2 separate regions of the Danio rerio genome follow, and region 2 is linked to region 1. A link is a contact called in public HiCAR-type data. All regions are on one chromosome and are shown on one strand. The core of a region is the stretch at or near the end of the contact, and the rest is flanking DNA. Distances in the headings are between cores, read along the strand shown. Region 1 overlaps LOC565819 (novel protein similar to elongation factor RNA polymerase II (ell)). Region 2 overlaps fkbp16 (FKBP prolyl isomerase 16).

Region 1 (5,631 bases), core at 1,189-3,688:
GGTATTCTGTATGTGTGTTTGTGTCTGTGTGTGTGTGTTTCCCCTCTTTCTTGTTTGCCAGTATGTTAAAGTCTGTAATAGTCAAACATTCCTCATAAATAGGATCATTGTTCTCACAGCTCTGCAGTTATTGCTCTATATCATGTAGTTAATAAATGTGTTGAAATATGAAAACAGCTCTTTGAAATATAATGACGTCGGCCAGAATGTGTAATAAAGTGAATACTTTTTTGTTTGTTTCTAAAATAAAAACGGCTCATGGCTGCTAACCATCTATAGTGACTCATTTCCACTGAGTGGTACAGTATGGTATGATTCGATACGCATTTATGGTTGTTTCTTCTGTCAAAAGGTCCCAAAAAGTGAACAAAACCGTACCATTTTTTGGGTACCTAGCATACAAAAGGGTACCAAAAAAAGGAGATGCAAGACACGCAGCTGAATGCTATTTAGTAAAGGGCACCTATGGTGATAAATTACTTTTCAAGCTGTTAGGACAGACATATGTGTAGATATATGCCCAGTTTCACAAACAGGGCTTAGGTTAAGCCAGGACTAGGCCTTAGTTAAATTAGGCTATTTAAGACAAATTTATAAAAATGGCCTTAGAAAAATATTACTGATATGCACCTGGAGACAAAAAAAATGACACTGACATATTTAAGACATCTCACTACAAGTTATTTTGAGTTGAGACAGCTCAAACATGCAATTTAATCTTGACTAGCCTTAAACCTTGTTTGTGAAACCGGGGAATAGTGTATAGACTATCATATTGGAGTGATATAAACACACCCAGTCCTTTTTTTTTTTCAATTTAACAACATAAAACGATGGACCAATTGGAGCGGTTTTCAGATCGACCGCAACTTGATGTGGGAGTGCGGTCCCCCCGCCCACGAATTGATTAACAGCTGCGCGCTAACATGTCCCGGTAGTCAAGTGTATGATCATGTCAAGAGAAGACGAGCGCAAAGCACCTCTGAATAAAAGGTCTGTTCAGTTCACTAGGATAATCAATCGTCATCAAATGCGATCAAGAGTGAGTTTCAAAAGTTTAACATGTTTTAAAACAGTGCACGTGTGCAATGAAGTACAGCGATTCACTTTAGCTTTACTTCATCAGCACAGCCGCATGTCAAAATAATTATAAAGGAAGATGCTTCAATCCCGGTTTGTGGACGTTATATTAGGTTTTTTTACATTAACATAACAGATATCCACACAGCAGTGGAGATTAAGCTGTATCCTGTCACGTATGCGTGCAAAAACAGTGCAAAGCTAAGCGTGCTCTGTCTGTCTGTCTGTCTGTGTGTGTGCGTGTGTATCTGTGTGTGTGTGAGTGAACTTTGTGAAAATATTGTGTGACTAATCGATGCAACTGCACAACAAATACTCATTGGTAAAGTTCTTACTGTAGTATTTCTCACAAACGCTACGTGAGATCTTCCTCCTTTAAGTCTGTCTGTTGTTTGTCGCAGCCGAGGGAGGAGATTAAGGCACGCAGAAAGACACGTAGAAACAGTAGGCGGGGAGGACTCGCCTGAAAGGTGCAGTACGACAAAACAACCCCCGGTGGAAAAAATGTATAATATAGAATCAAGTAAAAGGTATAATGAAAAATCTTATGGGTGTTTTGAGCTGAAACTTTACATACACATTCTAGAGACGCGATACACTTATATTAAATCTGAAAAAAGGGGTAACCTGGGTGCCCTTTATAATGAAACGTCACTAAGTGCATGCTAGGAGAATGAAAACAAAGGAAGCGCCATTTTTAAATACACAGCCAAGACATTACACCATAATACTATATACTTGAAATAACAAGCCATGGTCAACTCGAGGTTAAACAAACCTTTTCGTTGTCTTGATGAACACCCACAAGGCCAAGAAAGGCTTTATACTGTGCCCTGTTATTCCTATGAATAATTTCACACTGATCATTGATCTGCAGCTATAATCCATTTATGTTCATAGGAAGGTTAGTAATGAACAATCATACACAAGTATTTATTTGTTCAAAGCGTCTGTTTTGTGAAAAGTGCTTCTCGTATGATGTATGAATGACCCATACAGCATTACTTTGACATTTCCTTTGAGAATGACAATGACTGAAACTTTTGGTAACCCTTTGGCCGTGGAAACGCAAGCCTGAAAAAGGTGACCCATACAGACCTGACCCATACCATATTGTACCATACCACACCATGAAAACGGCCCATAGTAGAGAAAAACAACAAATGTAGTTATCACAATTCCTCTTAAGATTTAAAAGAGTAGTTTAGCCCTCAAAACAACAACAAAAAAGCATTGCAATTTCACTTATCAGTGTCTTTCCAAAGCTCTTATGGTCTTGTGGAACTTCTGAGTAATGAACCAGTCCCTTTTTTATTCCATATAATTACAGTAAATGAGGTCTGACAATGGCATACATCATCATAAATCTATCATTCAAGTGCTTGCATGACTCTCTCTGATATATTTAGAGGCTTGCATGATAGCCTTTTATGAGAAAACAGAAAAACACTACATTTCTGTTTAGTTCTGGAATATCATTTCTGAATGAATCATTATTCTGAGTCAGATCTCTTGGTAAATGGATTTCTACAGTTCAGAAAACCAACTTTTTCTCTTACAGTCACTTACAACTGACTGACAATTACAGCAGTAGTATTTTTTGAGATTGTGTTTAAGACACTTATACGTTTCAGTTTTAAAACTGTGTTTAGAATAAAAATGATCCACGTTCACACTGGCGTTTTATCTAGAGTTTTTGAAAAGCTCTCTGTTCACACTACACCGCTAAGAATGCATATCACGTGAACATACAAGCACTCTGGCATGTGCTGAAAGCTGCTTCAGCATATTCTTGCATCTGAGATCCAGGCAGTCCAGTCTAGCAGGAGCTCTGAGCACACCTGCCCAGCTAAGAGCAACCCAACTTCAGCCAGTACACCCCGATTCTGCTTCTGGATCTCATCTCTCTGTAGTTGTTAAACGTGATCTATAATTCATCTTGTGTAGTAGACGTATATCTAACGGGTCTGCCTTTTGAATCTATTACTTGTTCTCAGGTAACATTTTTTGGCTAAGCACAAAGATAAGTTATACCTGTTAATTTGTGAAACCACCTACACTGATTTTGCATATTTGACCGATTGCTGCCTTTATTTCCCAAAACGTGAAACCTTATTGTACTTTATATTTATTATTAATTATAAAAATGATGATAACTAACTTATTATTATATTCCGCAAAAGAACCAGCCATTTTGCATTTCCCTGTGCATTTCCTCTGATAATCTTTGTGTGCGTATATCCTGACATTAAGCACAGCCAAAACCACGCAGTGAGCCTAATGTTTCATATATTTCCATGAAAATGAAAATGAAAGGAGGCATTTATTAGGCTCCGTTTTGTTATAAATGTGCATACAGTGAAGATGAGTGTCATATAAATATGCACATGTTGCCTTAACATTTTTGGTGTCTGTTATGTTTAAGTTGTTAATAAAAAAAAAAGTTGTCATGCTTTCGTTTTATAGCCAGGGTGAATGATGTTATAAAAGTACACTGTCATATTTAAATTTACCCGAGGTGTCCTCACGTTCTTGGAAGTTATAAACTTGCAAAGTCTGAACTTACAGGGAAGGGATACAAGTCTGAACTTTGTTTACTTAATATTGAGAAAAAGCCCTAATCAGATTTACAGATGTCTCCATTTTCAAAACGCTCCATTTTCGGGGTGGTGTGGATGGAAGGCGTAAGCATAGCAAAATGTATGCGTTTTAAAACTAAAACATATTAGTGTAAACAGGGCCTTAGTGAATTGGTCCACATGATTTTATATAGTTATGTAGTGCACTATTTTAATGACTCACTGCCAGATCAAAAGTGGTCAGAATGCAAGATAGTGGTCAAGTCTGAGTGTTAAATGGGATATTTTAAACCAAAATAAAACTTGTCATTCTGTCAGTAGAAGTCTGTGATCATATCCAAACTGCTTCACAATAGCGTTAAATTTATATTAATGTAATAATTCAATTTAACCCAGTCCATTTGAATTGAATTCTCAATACCACAGTCCTGTGTGTTTCTGCAGCATCGAAACACCCCTAAAGCAGTATAAATGCCAGTGTTAACATTATGTAAAACGGGATGAAGCGAAGGAGCATAGCACTCTCTATGTAGAGAGCTTATGCCTCACTTTGTCCTATTGCAACCTTCAAAGTACAGCTTAAACTTGTAATGAGATTAGACATGCCTGATATCTATTAGCACTCCTGTGTCCTACTGGCTTCAGGTGAATTAGCACACTGGTTGGAAGATGGAAGGCAGAAAAAACGGCAGTATTTGAGATGCTTTAGTTTCCAGGGTTTAGATATTTGCACAGGAGTGAGCAACATTTACCGTCAACTTACTCTCTCTCTCTCTCTCTCTCTCTCTCTCTCTCTCTCTCTCTCTCTCTCTCTCTCTCTCTCTCTCTCTCTCTCTCTCTCTCTCTCTCTCTCTCTCTCTCTCTCTCTCTCTCTCTCTTTTTTTTTTTTTTTTTTACTCTGTAAGGCTCACCTGGTGCTGGTAATTTCACATTGCACATCCGGAGAAGGGCTTGTATGAGTTCTGCGGGGGCTGCGATGTTTACTTAAAGCTGTGTTTCTGGAAAGTGGTCCAGCACCCTCTGTTTACACTGCTGTATGTGTGACAGTCGTTTGTCATGGGCCCAACACTCACCCCTTCTCCAATACGTGTGTGTCTAATTTCACCTCAGGGCGGCTTGGTTTTGTTTTTGCGTAACGAGAGCTTGGGGATTTTAGTGGCCCCAGAAGTTCTGTGCTATTTGCAGAGCTCTCCGTTTATTTTCAGTGCTGAGGAGGCTGGCGGGTTAAGCAATAATCTCTTAGCCTGTTTTATGCCACTTTTTAAAGTCTTGTCAGATGCTGAGCTTGTTTTGAACTCTTATATGGTTATATGAATTGTAATTCATTGGTGAGAAGAAATAGTATGATGAAAAGTGTAGTTTGTAGCGTTAATTATTGGATTATACATATACATTACATACCCACTGTATGTATGTATGTATGTATGTATGTATGCATGCATGCATGTATGTATGTATATATATAAATATATATATATATATATATATATATATATATATATATATATATATATATATATATATATATATATATATATATATATATATATATATTGCATAATTTACAATGTATATTGTACATATAAATTTTAATTATGTACATTTCCACTGCACATACACATTTGTAATTATGTTCATATCTATCTGCACACTTCTGATTATTAATAGCTACCTGTACATATGTTCATCTATTGTAAATCTCTGTTAATTCATTCATTTGTTAATATTCAGTTCAATTCAATTCAGTTTTATTTGTATAGCGCTTTTAAATGTAGATTGTGTCAAAACAGCTTCACATAAATGGTCATAGTAATTGAAACAGAGTAGTTCAGTTCTTGGTGTTTAAGTTCAGATCAGTTTAGCTCAGTTCAGTATGCTTTAATCATAACTGAGAGTCCAAACACTGAAGAGCAAATTCATCGATTGGTAGCTCTACCGATCCTAAACCATGCAAGGTAGTGGCGACAGCAGA
Region 2 (5,631 bases), core at 1,705-4,204, 160 kb before region 1:
AGTAATTTAAGAAACCCTTTTTGTATAGTTTGTAAGTTGTGAGAATGAGCTGCTTGTGTTGAGCTTTAAACTGTCAAGTCAAGTTGTTTGACCTTGATTTGATCTTTTCCGAGAATTACTTATGACTGAAATCGCCTCATATGTGATATAATTTTCTACTTTAACACTATGCAGCTTCCTTATGAACGAGTCTGCATATTACACTTACTGTGTGACTGCCATCAATATATATTTGTGTGTACCATACTTCAGACCATATGATATATGGCACATGTTACCACATTTTCGATCCCAGCCAGGCCTTTTCTGACTCTGTGATCCCAATTTGAATTTTGCAATGAGTTCCCTTCTGAAGGAATGTTTACTTTTTGCCTGGCCATCCAGACAAGTGTCATTATATGAGCAGCAGATATTTTAGTTTTATCTAGACAATGCTCGCTTTTCACCATGGTCAAAGTACATTCTTGATGGGACCTGATGCCACTTACAAAATCATTCATGTGCAGGCCCAGGTACAATTAGTGGGTTTTCTTTGATTAAGTATTTCTATGTGTGAGTGCATGCATGTCGATGCTTTATATCTTATACACATTTGACTTCTTTTTAAGGCACATATCAAGTCAGCCAATACCTCAGCGCATGTACTGTAGATTTGGTCAAGATGATCTGCTGAAATTTAAACCATGAACTAAAATGAGAAAGCTGATTTAATAGATAGTTTAGCCAAAAATTAATACTTACTCAACTTTTATTTTCCTTCAGTTTCTATCTTCTGAAAGAAGATATTTTGAAGCAAGCTGAAAACCTGTAACTATCGACTTCCATAGCATAAAAAACAAATTTTGTGGCAGTCAATGGTTACAAGTTTACAGCTTTCTTCTAAATATTTTCTATTTTGTGTTTTGGAAAAAGTTAAGGGTGAATAAATAATGAGTATTCAATTTTCAAATTTTCAGTTTTGAGTGAACTATCCCATTAAGTGACCATGAATGTAGCATGGTTGTTGGTGCCAAAGAGGCTGGAATGAAGATTGCAGTAACGGCTGAACAGAGAATGGTCTGAAAAAGTAAACATTTCTAGAAAGTGGCAGTTATGTGGGTCAAATTGCCTTGTTCATGCCAGAGAATGGCCAGGTAGTGAGCTTCTAGAAAGACAACAGTAACTCAACCAACCACTCATTATAACAGAGAAGTAAACACAACAAATCAAACTTTAAAGCAGATGAGCAACAGCAACAGAAAAGGAGATTTTCATTGACGTCTCAACAAAATTAGACAATATAGAAGATTAGAAAAAGTTTGCCTGGTCTATAGAGTTTTGATTTCTGCTGTGGAATTAAGACGTTAGGGTCAGAATTTGTTTTAAACAGCAATAAAGGATGAATTCATCCTGCCTTTGACTGGTATAATGGTGTGAGGGATAGTATCTTGTCACACTTTGGTGTCACACTGATCATGTGAACTACATTGTGTATCATGTGATGAAGGCTACTTCTAGCAGAATTTCACACCATGTCACAAAGATCAAATATGACAATGGCTGTTTCTCAGTATGCGTTCTTCAGCGGTCTTTTGTCCTCGTGTTCTCGTGTAACGTCATCATCAGCTGCCAAAATTCAGTTCCAATATTCAAGACCGCAAGAACAGAGGACGCGTGAAACTTCCCGGATGTGTTCTTGCACTGATGCAGACTTGAGTACCAAACCCGCTCTAGAAGTCCCAGAAGCCATTGCGACTGGAGGTGGGAAGCGTTCTATTTAGTTTTATTTTTAAAGTTTAGAGATCTAACTTATTTACCTCTGGAGTTTCCCTAAATGAAACGGTGAATATAAACATTACCATGGACATCTTAATAAAGGAATAAACACATTAAGGGTGTTTGTTTGCTGAAATTTGTATGAAAATCTATTTTATTTGTATTGTGCGAGGTATATTTATTATTTTTAATGCACATATTTAAAAAAGGGGAAAAACAGTAAATCGTTGTATGAATGCTGTAATGTTTAAATAATATTCCATTAAAAACCTGTGAAGGTTATCAGGAAGAATGCAGCAACTCATTTCTCACAGGATGCGTTCTCTGTCCTCGCGGTCTCCTGGGTTCGTTCTTCCAAAGACACCTAGCAAGACCGGTTTACACAAGAACGCAAGTCTGTTCTCTGCGTACTTTGAATTGAGAAACAGCCAATGAGTTCACTATTTTAAAATGGCCTCCATGATCACCGACATTCGACAGTCAAACACCTTTTAGGTGTAGAGGAATAGGAGATTTATCTCATGGATGTGCGGCAAAGAAATCTCAAGCAACTTTGGGAGGCTTTTATGTCAAAATGAACCAAAGTCTCCGCCTGTTAAGTGGTCATGCATGAAATACTGTTTCTGGGTCCAAGCCGCTACTCATTTGAATATTAGTTTATGACCACTTTTAATCAAATCACACATTAAAGTGATTTTTTTTAATGTAATCATGGAGTATATCAGGACATGCTGCATTACAGACACCAATATTTAAAAAAAATGAATTACCATTTGACCATCTCAGGCAGATCTAAAGGCAAAAATGGGCCCAACCTTATAAAAGTAAGATGTACCTATTAAAGTGGCCAGAGTGTGTAGCCCAGGATATAGTTATTTAAAACTGAGAATAAATTTTGAGCCTGTTTTGATATAGCAGGCATAAATTCATCATATATTACATATTGTCTAAAAACATCTACTCACAAAACATAAAAAATTATTTATGTATCATGGGTTTTCAAGGAAGAACTGGAGCTGCAATCCTATAGCAGAACAGATCAGATATGACATTTTGTTATTTATTATTCTTAACAGAATGGACTATTATATTCTCTCCAATGTTATGAATGAAGCTGATTGTTCTGTTTATTGCTTTAAGCATGTCATAAACATCCATGGTGTGTATGGTGCTGATTCACTTTATTACAGGAAGGTGTGTTTGTGTGTATGTGTGTTTAACTTTGTCAGTGTACTGGCTCCAGACAGTCTTAATCTTGGTGGCTGCTCTGAGGATTTAACACTAACTACTCTTAAAGGCATGATGGGACAAGTTTTGGCTGTGGATTGTTACACTGTACAAAAGCTATTCTCTAATATTGTAAGAGTCTACTTGTAGAAACAAATCTTTTGTGCATGTTCACTAAAATATCGCTGACTTAAATTTGCTGGAATTTCTCAGAACGGGTTTTCATTTGGTTTTAGTTAGTCTAGATGGCATTTCATTTAGTTTTATTTAGTCTAGACTGTTTTTCATTTAGCCTTAAGTTTGTTTAGTAAATTGGAATTGACCTGTAAAAAACCGTGACAGGTCTGTTAATGTGTTGAAAACACAGAAGAGATTAAAAAATATTTAGAATTGGACAGCCATTTTGTCTGTCTCTTAACTAGGCCAAATGGATCTGCAGTCCCGAAGAGAACAATGAATCATTCTCTGCTGCTCGTTTAAAATCATTTTAGAAAGTGCTTGTGCTAATGAACATTGAAAGCTTAATAGAATCATAAACCTAAATGTTATAATGCAGCTTTCATGCACTCACTTCACCCCGGAGCCACAGTGAATACGAGTTGGCCTTGAATTGGAAATAAAAATAAATAACAGCAGTGCAGCAGTCAGGCCAGGTGTTTCATAAAGGCCTTGGTTGATCTGTAAATAGCTGCTAATGGGATTGTCTGTTGCCAGTTCACGTGAAATGTAGATGTGTCCAGGAGATACGGTTACGTCTCTCTCTCACCTTGGTTGATGGCTCCAGTTTCAAAGCCTTCTTCAAGGTCTCCATGGCCTCCTCATACTCGCCCTTGTCTGATAAAAGCTGCATACATATTGTACATTTACAGTTGAGCACAATCCAAGTGTAAAAGACAAACATTCCTAGTTTCAGTGCCTAGTTTGCTGAATAACATGCAGCCCATACCTTTCCTTTCCTGAACAATGCTTTGACGTTCTGGGGATCCAGAAACAGCACATCTTGACTGGTGTGCAGCGCCTCATCGAAATGTCCAAGCTTCAGCTGTGCTGCTGCCAGATTATTCAGACATTTCACTCGATAATCGTTCACTTCTTCTTCTTCCTCTGCCACACAGTTTTGACCATCTGTAGGAGGACAATTTTACAGCCTCGTTGTATAACCCCAAACAATTATCTCAAGGAAATATAAAGACATTTAAAAGTGTGTTTATTATTAACATTCAGTTTCATTTATCGTAACTGAATAATACAATACTTTTCTTGTTTAAAGGTGCTGTATGTAAGTTTTTTACTCTTCTAAAGCATATAAACACCCTAATATGTTTGTAGATATTCAAGAAACATGCAAGTGAACATTCTTGTTTATCTGAAACACAATGCTGAAGTCAGATATTCTGCTTTGAAAATGTGTTTTCCGTGCCGGAACGCTGACTTTTTTGGTTCTTTTAAACTGCCAAAAATATTAGCACCTCGGGTTGCTTCAAAACAGCACATTTCATTCATTCATTCATTCAGGAAGGCTCTCAAAGCTTGCATCCTTGACTGGAATGCGACCTCCGGTGGACAGTAGCAGACTCCGAAATGAGACGCAGTTCCACATGAGGTTACTAATTAGCAGATAATATAAATATTACGAGCATAAACGTTAGGTGAGCAGGATACATTGTAACCCTGTGTCCCAACAACATGTTATATGACAAGATTTGCAGTGATAAACTACTGGGCTTTTTAAACCAGACGAAACACGACAGGAATTTAAATACAGCAATATAGAAGCCCAGAATATGCACTCACTCTGAACAGTGACTATCTGCTGCTTTCAGTAGAATAGCAATAAATATCATATAGAATGGCATTCAAACTCTCAATATTAGCATTTAACACTGAATAAAGCACATGAGGTATACCTGAGCTCTTCTGTTGTTCAGCTGCAGTAAATAGATATCATTTCTAATATATCAATTTGAGGTGTTGGTTAGATCAAAAACTCCTTTTGATACAGAAAATATTTCCTGTATTGCATGCCATTGCTTTTATTTAGAACATGACTTAAATTAGCCTTTAGGCTCGATCCTCAGACTTACTCCTTAATCTGGCAACCTGCGCTTGCATTTGTTTTGATTCAGGAATGTAATACCTAGTTCAACCACTGGCTGTCAAACTTACATACTGCACCTTTAAAGGATTAGTTTAACCAAAAAATTATAACTATGTTATTAATTACTCGTCCTTATGTCGTTTCAGTCCCCTAAGACCTCTGTTCATCTTTGGAGCACAAATTAAGATATTTTAGATGAAATCTGAAAACTCGCTGGTCCCCCATATTTAGCATCTGTCATGATGTTTAACATCCCGAATAGGAACTGAAAACATTGTCAAAAAATGTGACTGTGCCTTCTGTGGTTCACTGTAAACATACAAAGCTCCAAGAATACTTTTGTGCACCACAAAAATGTAAAAACACTTTTATTTGCCTATGTCTTTCTCATGAGGTCATGGTCGGCATGTACTAAAGGCAATATGACACTTGTGTTGTGCTGCTGACTCTAATGGCAATACGTTGTACTGCCTTTAGTAGGGGTTCAAACTTGGTCCTGGAGGGCTGATATTGTGCTGGTTTTAGCTTCAACTTGCCTCAACACACATGCA

Evidence for each region. HiCAR-type assays count read pairs that join an accessible place to other places.
Region 2: a HiCAR-type map of caudal fin shows a contact between it and region 1, with 5 times the contacts expected there. The contact joins two enhancer-like sites. A contact is called at or near these places in 1 of 18 Hi-C or Micro-C datasets (caudal fin) and 1 of 4 datasets of contacts at active chromatin or transcription factors (caudal fin).

The regions. Positions count from the first base shown.
Region 1 is chr18:27,010,763-27,016,393 of GRCz12tu, reverse strand. All of the region lies in intron 4 of LOC565819 (novel protein similar to elongation factor RNA polymerase II (ell)), which reads left to right. Among named protein-coding and RNA genes, the nearest start is that of pex11a, 40 kb to the right of the region's middle. Within about 2 kb of position 2,438, at least 6 of the 62 cell types and tissues checked have an H3K27ac peak or open chromatin away from gene starts, as enhancers often do. A contact at or near this core is called in caudal fin, where this site is marked.
Region 2 is chr18:27,167,439-27,173,069 of GRCz12tu, reverse strand. It overlaps fkbp16 (FKBP prolyl isomerase 16), which reads right to left. Exons shown (of 8, transcript NM_001386852.1): 5 at 3,929-4,107; 6 at 3,749-3,826. Among named protein-coding and RNA genes, the nearest start is that of serf2a, 12 kb to the left of the region's middle. Within about 2 kb of position 2,954, at least 4 of the 62 cell types and tissues checked have an H3K27ac peak or open chromatin away from gene starts, as enhancers often do. A contact at or near this core is called in caudal fin, where this site is marked.